2 separate regions of the Salmo salar genome follow, and region 1 is linked to region 2. The links are chromatin contacts, called in public Hi-C maps. All regions are on one chromosome and are shown on one strand. The core of a region is the stretch at or near the end of the contact, and the rest is flanking DNA. Distances in the headings are between cores, read along the strand shown.

The links. A called contact is a pair of places that touch in the nucleus more often than the background predicts.
Region 1: a Hi-C map of muscle shows a contact between it and region 2, with 3 times the contacts expected there. The contact joins two enhancer-like sites. A contact is called at or near these places in 2 of 3 Hi-C or Micro-C datasets (gill and muscle).

Annotation. Positions count from the first base shown.
Region 1 is chrssa16:38,460,404-38,467,635 of Ssal_v3.1, reverse strand. No RefSeq gene overlaps it. Among protein-coding and RNA genes, the nearest start is that of LOC106573597, 89 kb to the left of the region's middle. Within about 2 kb of position 2,920, at least 2 of the 13 cell types and tissues checked have an H3K27ac peak or open chromatin away from gene starts, as enhancers often do. A contact at or near this core is called in muscle, where this site is marked.
Region 2 is chrssa16:38,350,009-38,356,614 of Ssal_v3.1, reverse strand. No RefSeq gene overlaps it. Among protein-coding and RNA genes, the nearest start is that of LOC106573601, 9.2 kb to the left of the region's middle. Within about 2 kb of position 3,079, at least 2 of the 13 cell types and tissues checked have an H3K27ac peak or open chromatin away from gene starts, as enhancers often do. A contact at or near this core is called in muscle, where this site is marked.

The DNA.
Region 1 (7,232 bases), core at 1,671-4,170, 110 kb before region 2:
ATTTTAAGAAGGTCCTACCAAGCATAATTTAGCTGTTTGATTTTTTATTTGAAGACCCCTTGAAGTATCAAAATAATATATAAAATCAAGCAATGGCTCAGCAGCGAAGTGGTAGGCCACACAAGCTCACAAAACAGGACCACCGAGTACTGAAGCACGTAGCGGGAAAAATTGTACGTCCTCGGTTGCAACACTCACTACCATGTTCCAAACTGCCTCTGGAAACAACGTCGGCACAATAACTGTTTGTTGGGAGCTTCATTAAATAAGTTTCCATGGCCAAGCAGCCACACACAAGCCTAAGATCATCATGTGCAATGCCAAGTGTCGGTTGGGGTGGTGTAAAGCTAGCCGCCATTGGACTCTGGAGCAGTGGAAACGCATTCTAGACAATTCTTTGCTTCCAACTTTGTGGCAACAATTTGGGGAAGGCCCTTTCCTGTTTCAGCATGACAATGCCCCCGTGCACAAAGCTAGGTCCATAGAGAAATGATTTGTCGAGATTGTTGTGGAAGAGCTTGACTGGCCTGCACAGAGCCCTGACCTCAACCCCATTGAACACCTTTGGGATGAATTGGAACACAGACTGACTGCGAGCCAGGCGTAATCACCCAACATCAGTGCCCAAGCTCACTAATGCTTTTGTGGCTGAATGGAAGCAAGTCCCCACAGTAATGTTCCAACATCTAGTGGAAAGCCTTCCCAGAAGAGTGGAGGCTGTTATAGCAGCAGAGGGGGGACCAACTCCATATTAATGCCCATGATTTTGGAATGAGATGTTCAATGAGCAGGTGTCCACATACCTTTGGCCATGTGGCGAATAAGAAAGATCAGGATTATATTATTATAATTTTTTACATGTATCTAACCCCTTATTTTTGGCGCTAAACAGTCTCCATATACAGTCTTCTTCCATTAATTGTTTCAACTGGTACCAAGGGACCTTCAGACAAGTCGTGTTAGGCCTGTGGGCATCCAAGAGCAAATCAACTGACATGTACGTGTTTGTGACAGTCTAACCTTTACACCGAGGGGTGTGTAGTCCAAACTGTTCGGACGCTACAGACAGAAGTTGGCAGATCGGCTGTACCAACTTCAGACGAGTCCCAAGATGCTTGTGGGGGTCTCAGTGCAAAACTGAGAACACATGAGCATCTCAAAAGGTTGTAGGCCAAATCATTCGGATACTACAGCCGATTTTGTGAGATAAACGATTTTTGGGATGTCTCACTGTCTGACAAACACCACTCTAGCTCTGTCACCTTTCACCGCAGATGCGGAAGGGTTACATATGGCGATGTGGTGGATTGAGACGCATCCAATGCCAAAAAAAAAGATCTCTAGCTTAAACTGACAGATTTTTATGGGGATTTTTTAATTATGCTAATTAGATGTCCGGGGGGGTGCGGACATTGACATTAGGGGGTTAAATAAATAGGAGGAAGCAACCTGTAGAGCGGAAAAAACTGCCGACGAACAGTATACTGTACAAAGCCATGGGAAGTGGAGTTTTGTTGAGATCTGCAAGTAAGACAGAGACAGTTCTGAGGCCTCTTTCACTTTGCCCAGTCATGATTTATCGCTGTGCAGAGTTGAAAAGATGACCTCTGTCGAGAACACCTGGAGAAAGCAAACAGAGTCAACACACAAGGAGGGGAGGTCATTTTCAAAGAGCTCTTAAAAATATGTTTTTTTTTATATACTTAACTTCAGTATCAGAGAGCCAACCAACCAATGTAAAGGCCACCAGTTAAAGTGCTTGCGCTGTATGTAGGGGTCTGTGGTGTGTGGTCAGCATTTTGTCTCTGTGTTAAAAAACCCAATACAAAAGGGCAGCTTCCTGTGCTGGGCGACCGGGGGACAGTACCCTAGTTCTGCATTCACTAGGGTTTTAGTCACAACAATCACCGCTCAAGAGCATTGTTCAGCCCTGCTTTTTCTTTTATTTTTCTCTCTCTCTTTCTCTCTCTGTTGGTTGATGTGTCAGCAGCTGGGCCTCACAGATCTTCATCTCCGGCAGAGAGACAGAAAGGTCAGAGACTCCAGGAAATGGCCCCCAGCCACATGTTGGGCTGTTTGAGATGTGCTCGGTTCTTACCAGGGCCAAATTTAGAACCCGAGGGCCATGAAATAACCTGAAGAGCAAGTGTTTATCTTTACTATTTCGAAGTGTGGACAAGTCCTTATCATTGCATGTAGCTAGAGGGTACGTCATGTCTGCTCCCGGTGCCCTCTAGCCTCAGAGACTCCTGTGTGAATCTCAGGCTGTCCTCTACCTACAGGCTGTTTAGATGGGTTGTAGGTTGTCTTTGGTAGCTGTGGCATTTTCCCTGAGAGCAGGTCATACTCCGGAACTTTTGTAGCCACTGTCCAGACCTGGCCTGCCTGCATTATTCCCCTGTACCTCAACTGGCAGTACCTCTACCCCAGTGTTTTCCCATTGTCTCTAACTGCTGAGCTGCAGGGCCGAGAGGGACAGACAGAGCCCTGAATAGTGTGCGTGTGTACGCTTGTGCGTGCATGTGTGTGAGAGAGAGAAAGAGAGAGAGAGGAAAAGAGAGACGGGGAGAGAGAGAGGAAGAGAGCGAGAGGAAGAGAGAGTGTGCCTCAGTGCATGCATGCGTGCATAAGTGCTGTCTGCGTGCATCTGTGCGTGTGTCCCTAGACCCAGCCATGCCCGTTACTCACCGGGCTGCGTGATGCTGTGATCCCGGCAGGACCCTGAGCCAAGCCTGCGGCGAGGCCAGGAGGAGCTCGCTAACTCCAGAACCTTTACATGTTATCAGGCCGAGTGGTGGAAACAGAGAGCTGGCAGCGCCTGCAGCTACCATTAATATTCTGGAGAGTCAGGGGCAGCAGGCGGCTGTCAGCACATGGCTCTCCAGTTTCAGATCCACTGTGGCACTGGTCCCATAAAGGAGATGGCAGACATGACTCACCTACACTACACAGCAGGACAGGGGGAGCAGTAATGGGCCCACAGACGCACAGACCTACCTCAGCTCCCAGTCACCCTCCAAGCCACTGACGTCATACGACCCAGATAGACATGCCTTCCGAAATAAAATAGCCTAACCCCCCATGACCAGGAGAGAGAGTAACTTACCAGGCTTTGTGCATCGCTGCTCTACTGAAAATCAGGCAGAGAAACACTAGGGAGTGGAAAGGCGAACACGAAGTCACACTCCAAGCAGAGTGTATGAAAATAGAGGAAGGGGTATAGGTTAGGGCACCGTACTTTGTTATGACACAAAACAACGGACGGGGTGAAAAAACATACAAAAGTGGAAATGAGAGACAGGAAAATGTCCAAATGAAAGATAAATCATGTCCAGCAGTTAGAATAATGTCCAGCTAAACTCCTTGACCAGAGGTCTGATTCTGGAGAGAAAGCCTGCACTAGCAATTTATGTTAGCAATAAAGGCCCATGGGGCAAAAAGGAAATGAGTGTGTCCAAAAATTATTTAAGAAAGAGCTACAAAGAAACGGGAAATGAAAAATGAACACAAATGTCATTCAGACCCATAAGTTGCCTTTTCCTTTTACCAAGAAGAAACCCAAATAAGTAGACAAGTCTGATGTGGTTTTTTGAAGGTCTGTCAAATCAAGGGAGCTCCCGTTTCTTTTGGACAGGAACCAAGTTTGTCCATTCTGGGTTGAGATATGGAGGACAGCTGTCCAGGCCCTCCCAGTCAGCATCCCAGTCTACTCAAACAGAGAGGGCCCTCATTATATGACAACCCACACCACCATCGCTCTTTTCAGAGAACTTTAATTTGCACAGCTGGGCCTCACAGGCAACAATTAATTGTGAAATTTATGCTATGGCAAAGTCCTAATATGCCAGCGCAATCTCGGCATTGATTTTGTAAAAATCGATGTAGTTCTGGGGGCTGACTGCAGCCATTTATAGAGTTGTCAGTCCAGACTTCCTGTAGTTAGTTCTACAAGGTGAGCATGTACAATAGCTCTGGCCAGGGTTTGTTTAGGGCCAAGGCCCTGTGTGTATTGACACAGCTGCCAAGGAGGGCGACAAAGGAGAGGGAGGGAGAGGGAGGGAGAGAAGTTTGGGTAAGACTGCCTTGAGCTTTGGGTTCAGGGGCAATGATGAAGGTGAGATGCAATGCATGGGGGTGGGAGAGTTGTGTCGAAGAGGGCAAGAAATGTGATTCCATCAGAAAAAGGAGTTTTGGCTTCCCGTATACACAATGATATCTGTTAATCTACTGTGTGAAGGAGCCAGAGTGTGTTTACGTACGTGGTTTGTGAGTGTGCGTGGGTGTGTGTGTGTATATACGTGGGAAAGGGAAGTAAGGAGGACTGGCTCATCATTATAAGCATTCATCGTTCAGTGTGACCTCTTGCTCTGTCATCAGCATGCCGTTTGTCTGTGTCGGGATTAAAGGGCTTTTCTGCTAGAGGAAGCTTGAATGATACTTAGCCGAGGTTGCCTTAACCCTGCAGCAAACGACCTTTGTCCAAACCTCATGTTTCTCACTCCACCACAAATATCTTGAGATTAAATTGCATAGCGCACCAATGGATCTTAGCAACAATAACATAATGGATAAACGCTTCTATTTCTACATTACTTGAGGTTCTAGGTTTCCTGAATTATTAAACACAAATTTGTCAAGGTTACACTTGAATCAATACGGCAATTGCAAGATTAGTCTAGCAGTGTGTTGTTTTGATTGAAGCAGTAAGCCTACTACAGTAGATTGATAAAGAGAGAGGCTCTTCTCTCCTCCAGAGGTGATGTTGATAAAGAGAGAGGCTCTTCTCTCCTCCAGAGGTGATGTTGATATAGAGAGAGGCTCTTCTCTCCTCCAGAGGTGATGTTGATGAAGAGAGAGGCTCTTCTCTCCTCCAGAGGTGATGTTGATGAAGAGAGAGGCTCTTCTCTCCTCCAGAGGTGATGTTGATAAAGAGAGAGGCTCTTCTCTCCTCCAGAGGTGATGTTGATAAAGAGAGAGGCTCTTCTCTCCTCCAGAGGTGATGTTGATAAAGAGAGAGAGGCTCTTCTCTCCTCCAGAGGTGATGTTGATAAAGAGAGAGGCTCTTCTCTCCTCCAGAGGTGATGTTGATAAAGAGAGAGGCTCTTCTCTCCTCCAGAGGTGATGTTGATAAAGAGAGAGGCTCTTCTCTCCTCCAGAGGTGATGTTGATATAGAGAGAGAGGCTCTTCTCTCCTCCAGAGGTGATGTTGATAAAGAGAGAGGCTCTTCTCTCCTCCAGAGGTGATGTTGATAAAGAGAGAGGCTCTTCTCTTCTCCAGAGGTGATGTTGATAAAGAGAGAGAGGCTCTTCTCTCCTCCAGAGGTGATGTTGATATAGAGAGAGAGGCTCTTCTCTCCTCCAGAGGTGATGTTGATAAAGAGAGAGGCTCTTCTCTCCTCCAGAGGTGATGTTGATAAAGAGAGAGGCTCTTCTCTCCTCCAGAGGTGATGTTGATAAAGAGAGAGGCTCTTCTCTCCTCCAGAGGTGATGTTGATAAAGAGAGAGGCTCTTCTCTCCTCCAGAGGTTATGTTGATAAAGAGAGAGGCTCTTCTCTCCTCCAGAGGTGATGTTGATAAAGAGAGAGGCTCTTCTCTCCTCCAGAGGTGATGTTGATAAAGAGAGAGGCTCTTCTTTCCTCCAGAGGTGATGTTGATAAAGAGAGAGAGGCTCTTCTCTCCTCCAGAGGTTATGTTGATAAAGAGAGAGGCTCTTCTCTCCTCCAGAGGTGATGTTGATAAAGAGAGAGAGGCTCTTCTCTCCTCCAGAGGTGATGTTGATAAAGAGAGAGAGGCTCTTCTCTCCTCCAGAGGTGATGTTGATAAAGAGAGAGAGGCTCTTCTCTCCTCCAGAGGTTATGTTGATAAAGAGAGAGGCTCTTCTCTCCTCCAGAGCTGATGTGGATAAAGAGAGAAGCTCTTATCTCCTCCAGAGGTTATGTTGATAAAGAGAGAGGCTGTTCTCTCCTCCAGAGGTGATGTTGATAAAGAGAGAGGCTCTTCTCTCCTCCAGAGGTGATGTTGATAAAGAGAGAGGCTCTTCTCTCCTCCAGCGGTGATGTTGATAAAGAGAGAGGCTCTTCTCTCCTCCAGAGGTGATGTTGATAAAGAGAGAGAGGCTCTTCTCTTCTCCAGAGGTGATGTAACTCCCTATTATCTTGTCAAAGATAACAAACAGAAGAAGTCACTCTGTCCAAGAAGTCAGACACAATGTAATTGAAATTCCACTGAGCAGAAACTCCCTGCTTTCACACTGGAAATACCAGTCAGACTCAACTTTACTTACATAATAGTGTATAGCCAACACCACCACAGAGACACAGACTCCTTGACTCAGTAACCACGGACACCGACCAGACAACAAAGACACCAAACATCCAGAATGACGACTATGTCTTTAGTGGTCAGCGCACACTGGACTGTGAAGAAACAACACAGCAGGACTTTGACATGCAGAGAAATTGACTAGTGTTCCATAAAAAACGGCCATCGGGAAACAGTCTATTTTGGGGACATTTCTGCCACCGACAAACTCCTAATAGTGTGAGAGTAAAATAAAAAAAACTATTCCTAATAGAATACAACCTTGCTGAATTAGAACAACGGAAGCTGTGCCTATGGGACCATATGTCACAACCTACTGTAAGAATATTTCAAAGATAAATACACAACGCAGAGGACGAGAGGTCAATAGAGTACTAACGATCAATGGAAATAGTGTTTTTTCTGTAATAACAATGGGTCAGAGACATGGGAGGAATTTCAGTCCCGGACTCATAGCTACATGGCAAGTTCTCATTGGTCCAAATTGTTTATACATTGAACCTGAAATAGGATACTTGTTATTTGGGCATTGGCCCAGTTTTATTGCAAGGAATTCTAATTGGTCAACCACAGGCTAGGGCTGGGTTATACAACTGCATCCTGTCCCTTTGTTCTGTTGAGAGAATCACAGGAGATAATCACTGGAGAGAATCACTGGAGAGAATCACAGGAGATAATCACTGGAGAGAATCACGGGAGAGAATCACTGGAGAGAATCACGGGAGAGAATCACTGGAGAGAATCACTGGAGAGAATCACGGGAGAGAATCACTGGAGAGAATCACGGGAGAGAATCACTGGAGAGAATCTCAGGAGAGAATCACTGAGGACAGGGGAGCATGAACATCACCATCTACCTCCCCACATGATTTGTTCTCTTTGAATAAACCTATTTTCCTCCCCCTGATTTG
Region 2 (6,606 bases), core at 1,830-4,329:
ATGTGGTGAAGAAGGTGCAGCAGCGCCTCTTCATCCTCAGGAGGCTGAAGAAATTTGGCTTGTCACCAAAAACACTCAAACTTTTACAGATGCATAATCGAGAGCATCCTGTCGGGCTGTATCACTGCCTGGTACGGCAACTGCACCGCCCGCAACCGCAGGGCTCTCCAGAGGGTGGTGCGGTCTGCCCAACGCATCACCGGGGGCAAACTACCTGCCCTCCAGGACACCTACAGCACCCGATGTCACAGGAAGGCCAAAAAGATCATCAAGGACAACATCCACCCGAGCCATTGCCTGTTCACCCTGCTATCATCCAGAAGGCGAGGCCAATACAGGTGCATCAAAGCTGGGACCGAGAGACTGAAAAACAGCTTCTATCTCAAGGCCATCAGACTGTTAAATAGCCATCACTAGTCGGCTACCATCCTATATACATAGACTTGGAATCACTGGTCACTTTAATAATGTTTACATACTGCTTTACTCATTTCATATGTATATACCTTATTCTACTGTATTTTAGTCAATGCCACAATGCCGACATTGCTCGTCCTAATACTTATATATTTCTTAATTTCATTATTTTACATGTGTGTGTTGTTGTGAACTGTTAGATATTACTGCACTGTTGGAGCTAGGAACACAAGCATTTTGCTACACCCGCAATAACATCTGCTAAATGTGTGTATGTGACAAATAAAATTTGACTTGATTTGATAACAGCCTAGTGTGGGCTGTAAATCTACAGCTGAGGGTTCATTGCACTCTAGACTGCAGACTGGGAAGTCAGGTGTTTTGAGAATAGTCTAACATTAGCAGGATATGCCAGTAAATTCCACAAAGGGACTGTACTACTGTACAAATAGATGCAAATCAAATGTAGCCATCTTTCCTCACCCGTAACTTCCCCAGTTACATATACATCGCACAAACTGATGACTTACTGCTCTCAATAGATGATTTCTGAGAAGGCATGTACTGAAGATGTTATCCATATGCAGTAACAGCATTTACTCCTGAGAGATTACATTAGAGAAACCAGGAGTGAGTCAGAGCAGCAACTTCAAACTGACCGTCTATATCTACACTATTATATCATATGACTAATGTAGGGGAGACTTGAGAGATCAAAAGGACAGACTTGAGTTCATAAGCAGCCGAAAAGGAATTTGTGGCTCGACTTCTTAACTACCCACTGCCAGAGAAAAGCATCCCGTAGCTATAAAACTTGTGAGGGGAGAATTCTCCACACCAAAGACACTTCTCAATGTTTTATTTCTAGGATTGCATTATTCTCTGAATAATTTATATTAACAGATGTTGCACAAAATCCTCACACTGTCTAGAATAGTCTGGGGAATAAAGACCCTAGTCAAGGTTAATACTGCAGCCTAAGTCCAGCGAGATAGCTATCTGGCTATGTTTAGTCAGGTTGGTGTATTATTTCTGTTGACGTTACTTGATACAGCCAGTCAGCCAAGAAAAACTTCAGAGTTAATTAGTCAGATGTGTCTATTTTTACCGTCCAGTTGACATCTGACATTAACTGCTTGTTAAGGATGTGTTTATCATGCAGGGCTAATATTAGCCAAATTAATTATTTAAGAAAATACTTGGCAAGGGAGTCAGACACCTAATAATGGATAATGTAATACTCCTGGCCTGACAGTATGTTCTCATAGATGCAACACTACATTATTTACTTTGACTGTCAATGAACGATCAGTACCAAGTACCACTTCAAACACACATTTCCATCTTTTATAGCATTTTGGAAAAATCCCCTGAGAATCTATTTGTAGGGAGTTCTGGAATGACCTCCGTCCTTTCCTAACGCACGTGGGGCACTGACCAATGACGGCATTTTGGGGATGCCTGACCGCCCTGGCCGGGGCTGAACACAATCATAACCACTGAAATACAATATGTCCTCTGACAAACAGATAGCTGCAATGGAAAGGGGCAAATTGAACCATATTTGTCCCTGTAGCCCTGTTTGGTCTGACGTATTAGGTCGCTAGGGCACAGGCCATAATATGCAGAGATAAGCAGTGAATGTGGTTTTCAAGACCATGAGGGTGGAAAATCCTAAATGGGCTGACGTCGGGGGGGAATAGGAGGTTGACGCAGGAGGAAAGATGGATATCATTGGGAATCCTCTATGGAACATTCCCCCTTTTGACAGGGATACATTCTGAAGGACAAGCTGGTGGTGGTCTCTAAGCCTATACCAATCAGCACGTGATAACTGTGATAACTGTATTAACAGCCTTCCTTGTAGCTCAGTTGGTAGAGCATGGTGTTTGCAACGCCAAGGGTTGTGGGTTCGATTCCCACGGGGGGCCAGGAAAAAAAAAATGTATGAAATGTATGCATTCACTACTGTAAGTCGCTCTGGATAAGAGCGTCTGCTAAAATGACTAAAATGTAAAAATTTATTCCTCTGTGCCGGGCCACAGCCACACGACAGGCCGCCGGAGCTGACATTGGTGCCAGCACCACTGTGCCCTGGACTGGAAGTTGTTGGATGGAGGTTGCATGCAGGCGTGAGGAGGACAGAGCTGGAATCTGGGCCCTGTCAGAGCTGGTGTAAGCGTGTTAAAGGAGTTATGCCTGCCTTGGTGGAAACTAGCTCGATGACATATTTTCCAAGTGCTTCAGCAGAGAGGCATGTGATTAGGGAACCACTGAGCACTCAGTCACACAGGGAGAGGAGGGTCACCAAGTTAGCCAGGGGGAGGAGGTGACGTGAGTGACAGACCACACATTGTGGGCAAATTCTGTTTTAAAGTCCACTGAACTTCACTGCTTGTCAAAAGGTTCCAAATAACTCATGAGCCAGAAAAATGAAACAATATACCCAAAAAGGTGTTCCCCCTGGTATCCGTTCCCTTTGGCACTAACCCCCAATAAAAGTTACTTCCAATCATATAACCACATTATACTTGTCTGGACCTACCAGGCTATTAAAAGTACACTGACATGTCTGAGCCATCACTTGACTCTCTTGAGAGTCCTAGATGTCTGTGTGTGTGTGCCTGTGTATTTGTGTGACGCAAGCTTGGGTGTGTGTAACACAAATGCATTCCTTTGTGGTGCTCTGTGTTATGGAAAGAGAGAGAGCAACCAGAACAGCTTAGTACTGTAACCTTGATACAGAGGAAAATGGACAGCTCATATGGGAGTGACTGATGGAGAGTTGGAGGAGAGGGATATAACTGGACAGGAAAGCTCCACACAGCCAAAATATATGACTAAGACAAACGGCTAGTGAACTCAGGCACACTGAACCAGCATGGCTACCACAGCAATCTGCAGTGATACGCCATCCCATCTGGTTTGCGCTTAGTGCGACTAACATTTGTTTTTCAACAGGACAATGACCCAACACACCTCCAGGCTGTGTAAGGGCTATTGGATCAAGAAGGAGAGTGACGGAGTTCTGCATCAGATGACCTGGCCTCCACAATCACCCAACCTCAACCCAACTGAGATAGCTTGGGATGAGTTGGACTGAAGAGTGAAGGAAAAGCAGCCAACAAGTGCTCAGCATATGTGGGAACTCCTTCAAGACTGTTGGAAAAGCAATCCAGGTGAATCTGGTTGAGAGAATGATAAGAGTGTGCAAAGCTGTCCTCAAGGCAAAAGGTGGCTACTTTGAAGAATCTAAAATAAATGATGATTTGTTTAACACTTTTTGGGTTACTACATGATTTCATGTGTTACTTCATAGTGAAGACATCAAAACTATTATTCTACAATGTAGAAAACAGTACAGTGGCTTGCGAAAGTATTCACCTTCTTGGCATTTTTCCTATTTTGTTGCCTTACAACCTGGAATTAAAATTGTTTTTTTTGGGGGGGGTTGCACGCACCACTTTTCTATTGTTTGTTTTTTAGAATTTTTGGAACAAGTCATTTTTTTCATTTCACTTCACCAATTTGGAATATTTTGTGTATGTCCATTACATGAAATCCAAATTAAAATCTATTTAAATTACAGGCTGTAATGCAACAAAATAGGAAAAACGTCAAGGGGGATGAAATGAGTAGGTGTCCAAACCTTTGACTGGTACTCTCTCTGTGTTTTATTGTAACATACACTGGATTGGTGCAGTGAAATTTGTTGTTTTACAGGGTCAGCCATAGTAGTACGAGGGCCATGGAGAAAATTATGGTTAGTGCCTTGCTCAAGGGCACATTGACATTTTTTCACCTTGTCGGCTCAGGTATTCGAGCCAGCAACCTTTCGGTTACTGACCCAATGCTCTAACTGCTAGGCCACCTGACGCCCTAGAAGAGGCTCTCCCAATGGACCAGGCCACCATGCAGTATAATGGTAGTAATACGCTGTGAATAACATGTAGAATTGACTGTGCGTGATCAGTAATGATAATACATCACAGGATAAAAAGGTTACTAGGACATAGAAAAACATGAAAGTGTTCGCTCATCGCAAAGTCCCCTCTCCCTCCCAACATGATGACATCACTGGCCAAATGGACATGAATGGCTTGGCAAATTAACAACGTTGGGGCAACGTTATATTTTTACCGCTGTTGCAAAGTAATTTTCTACCAACCTATTTATTGACTAAATCTAAATGTACATAGGCCTACTATTTTAGTGGGAGCATGAAAGGACATGCTGCTTGCTCGATGAGCGCTTGCCCCCACTTACACAGTGAATCACACAAGTGTTAGTAAGTGGAGGGGGTTAACACACTTCTAGACCCCTGTGCCCATAGCCTCACCCAGGCACTCCCCAAATCCCTCTAGAATGTGACACCCCTCCTATTGGAATGAAACACTGAAACAAAAACATTGTCAGCAGCCCCAGGAAGAGCCGGGGATATTTTACACATCGACCCCAGCCAAGTCACAACCATGCCTAGACCCAGACAGAGACACACCCTTTCAGCCATTTTGTATTGCACAACGTCAGAGAGGATTCATTAGGCCCTAATCTATGGATTTCACGTGACTGGGAATACAGATATGCATCTGTTGGTTTAAGATACCTTAAAAAAAAGCACCTCACAATGGGCCTCAGGACTTCGTCACGGTATCGCTGTGCATTCAAATTGCAATCGATTAAATGCAATTATGTTCATTGTCCGTAGCTTATGCCTGCCCATACCATAACCCTATCGCCACCATGGGGCATTCAGTTCACAACGTTGACATAAGCAAACCGCTCGACCACACGCGGTCTGCGGTTGTGAGGCCGGTGGACGTACTGCCAAATTCTCTAAAACGATGTTGGTGGCTTATGGTAGAGAAATGCATATTAAATTCTCTGGCAACAGCTCTGGTAGACATTCCTACAGTGAGCATGCCAATTGCATGCTCCCTCATGACATTTGTGGCATTGTGTAGTGACAAAACTGCACATTTTAGTGGCCTTTTGTCCCCAGCACAAGGTGCAACTGTGTAATGATAATTCCATTTAACACAATTCTTGATATGCCAAATCTGTCAGGTGGATGGATTATCTTGGTAAAGGAGAAAATGCTCACTAAGAGGGATGTAAACAAATGTGCACAAAATGAGAGAAATAAGCTTTGGGTGTATGGACAATTTATGGGATCTTTTATTTCAGCTCATGAAATATGGGACCAACACTTGTTGCATTTATGTTTTTGTTAAATGTACATTGCTTTTATACCAATAAAGAGGTCTTACAAACAAGTATCCAGTGCGCCCTTATACCCAGGAGACACTTGAGCGGCTTTAGGGCTGAAAGTAGTCTGTTCATGAGATGACTTATCTACTATATAAACATCATTTGGTCATAGCTACGGTACCATTTATGCAAGATTTTAGTTGTGGGTTAAACGAGATTAGTAAATGAGTCACCATCTATCAGCATAGACTGAAATAGAAGTTCAATAAGCCTGGTGCAGTTAAGGGGGACTGACAAAACGTTTAACCAGCGTATGGCATCATATTATGACATATTGTTGAGCAATGCTATTGCAAAACAAGAACTCTATACCCCTGTTCTCGGCATTCACTTGATTCAGTTTCCTCAGATCTCATTCATATGTCACAGGACAAACCTCAAAATGTCCTCCCCTTCCATCTGTACAATAACTGGAATTCCCAAAAAAGTGACATACCGCTCTAGATGACATCTCGATCCACAGCGTCACCACTAAGAAACTAATATGTAGAGAGTAGTTCACAGCCAACAGACCAGTAAGGGAAGAGAATAGAGTATGCAGGATGTGGAGACTTTAAAAAAATATCCCATGTTAATGGAAACTGGTGTTTCTACTACTGTGAATCACAGGACTGTACTCTGTATACCATTTAGTATAACCTTGCTGAGAATGTGGTTATGACAGTTGTTGAATAAACAGTGCAAGGGGGCCTCTGTCTATCAATGGATACAGTTGAAGTTGGAACTTTACATATACTTAGGTTGGAGTTACTAAAAATCATGTTTCAGCCACTCCACACATTTCTTGTTAACTATAGTTTTGGCAAGTCTGTTAGGACATCTTTGTGCATGACAAGTCATTTTTCCAACAATTGTTTAGACAGATTATTTCACTGTATCACAATTCCAGTGGGTCAGAAGTTAACATACACTAAATTG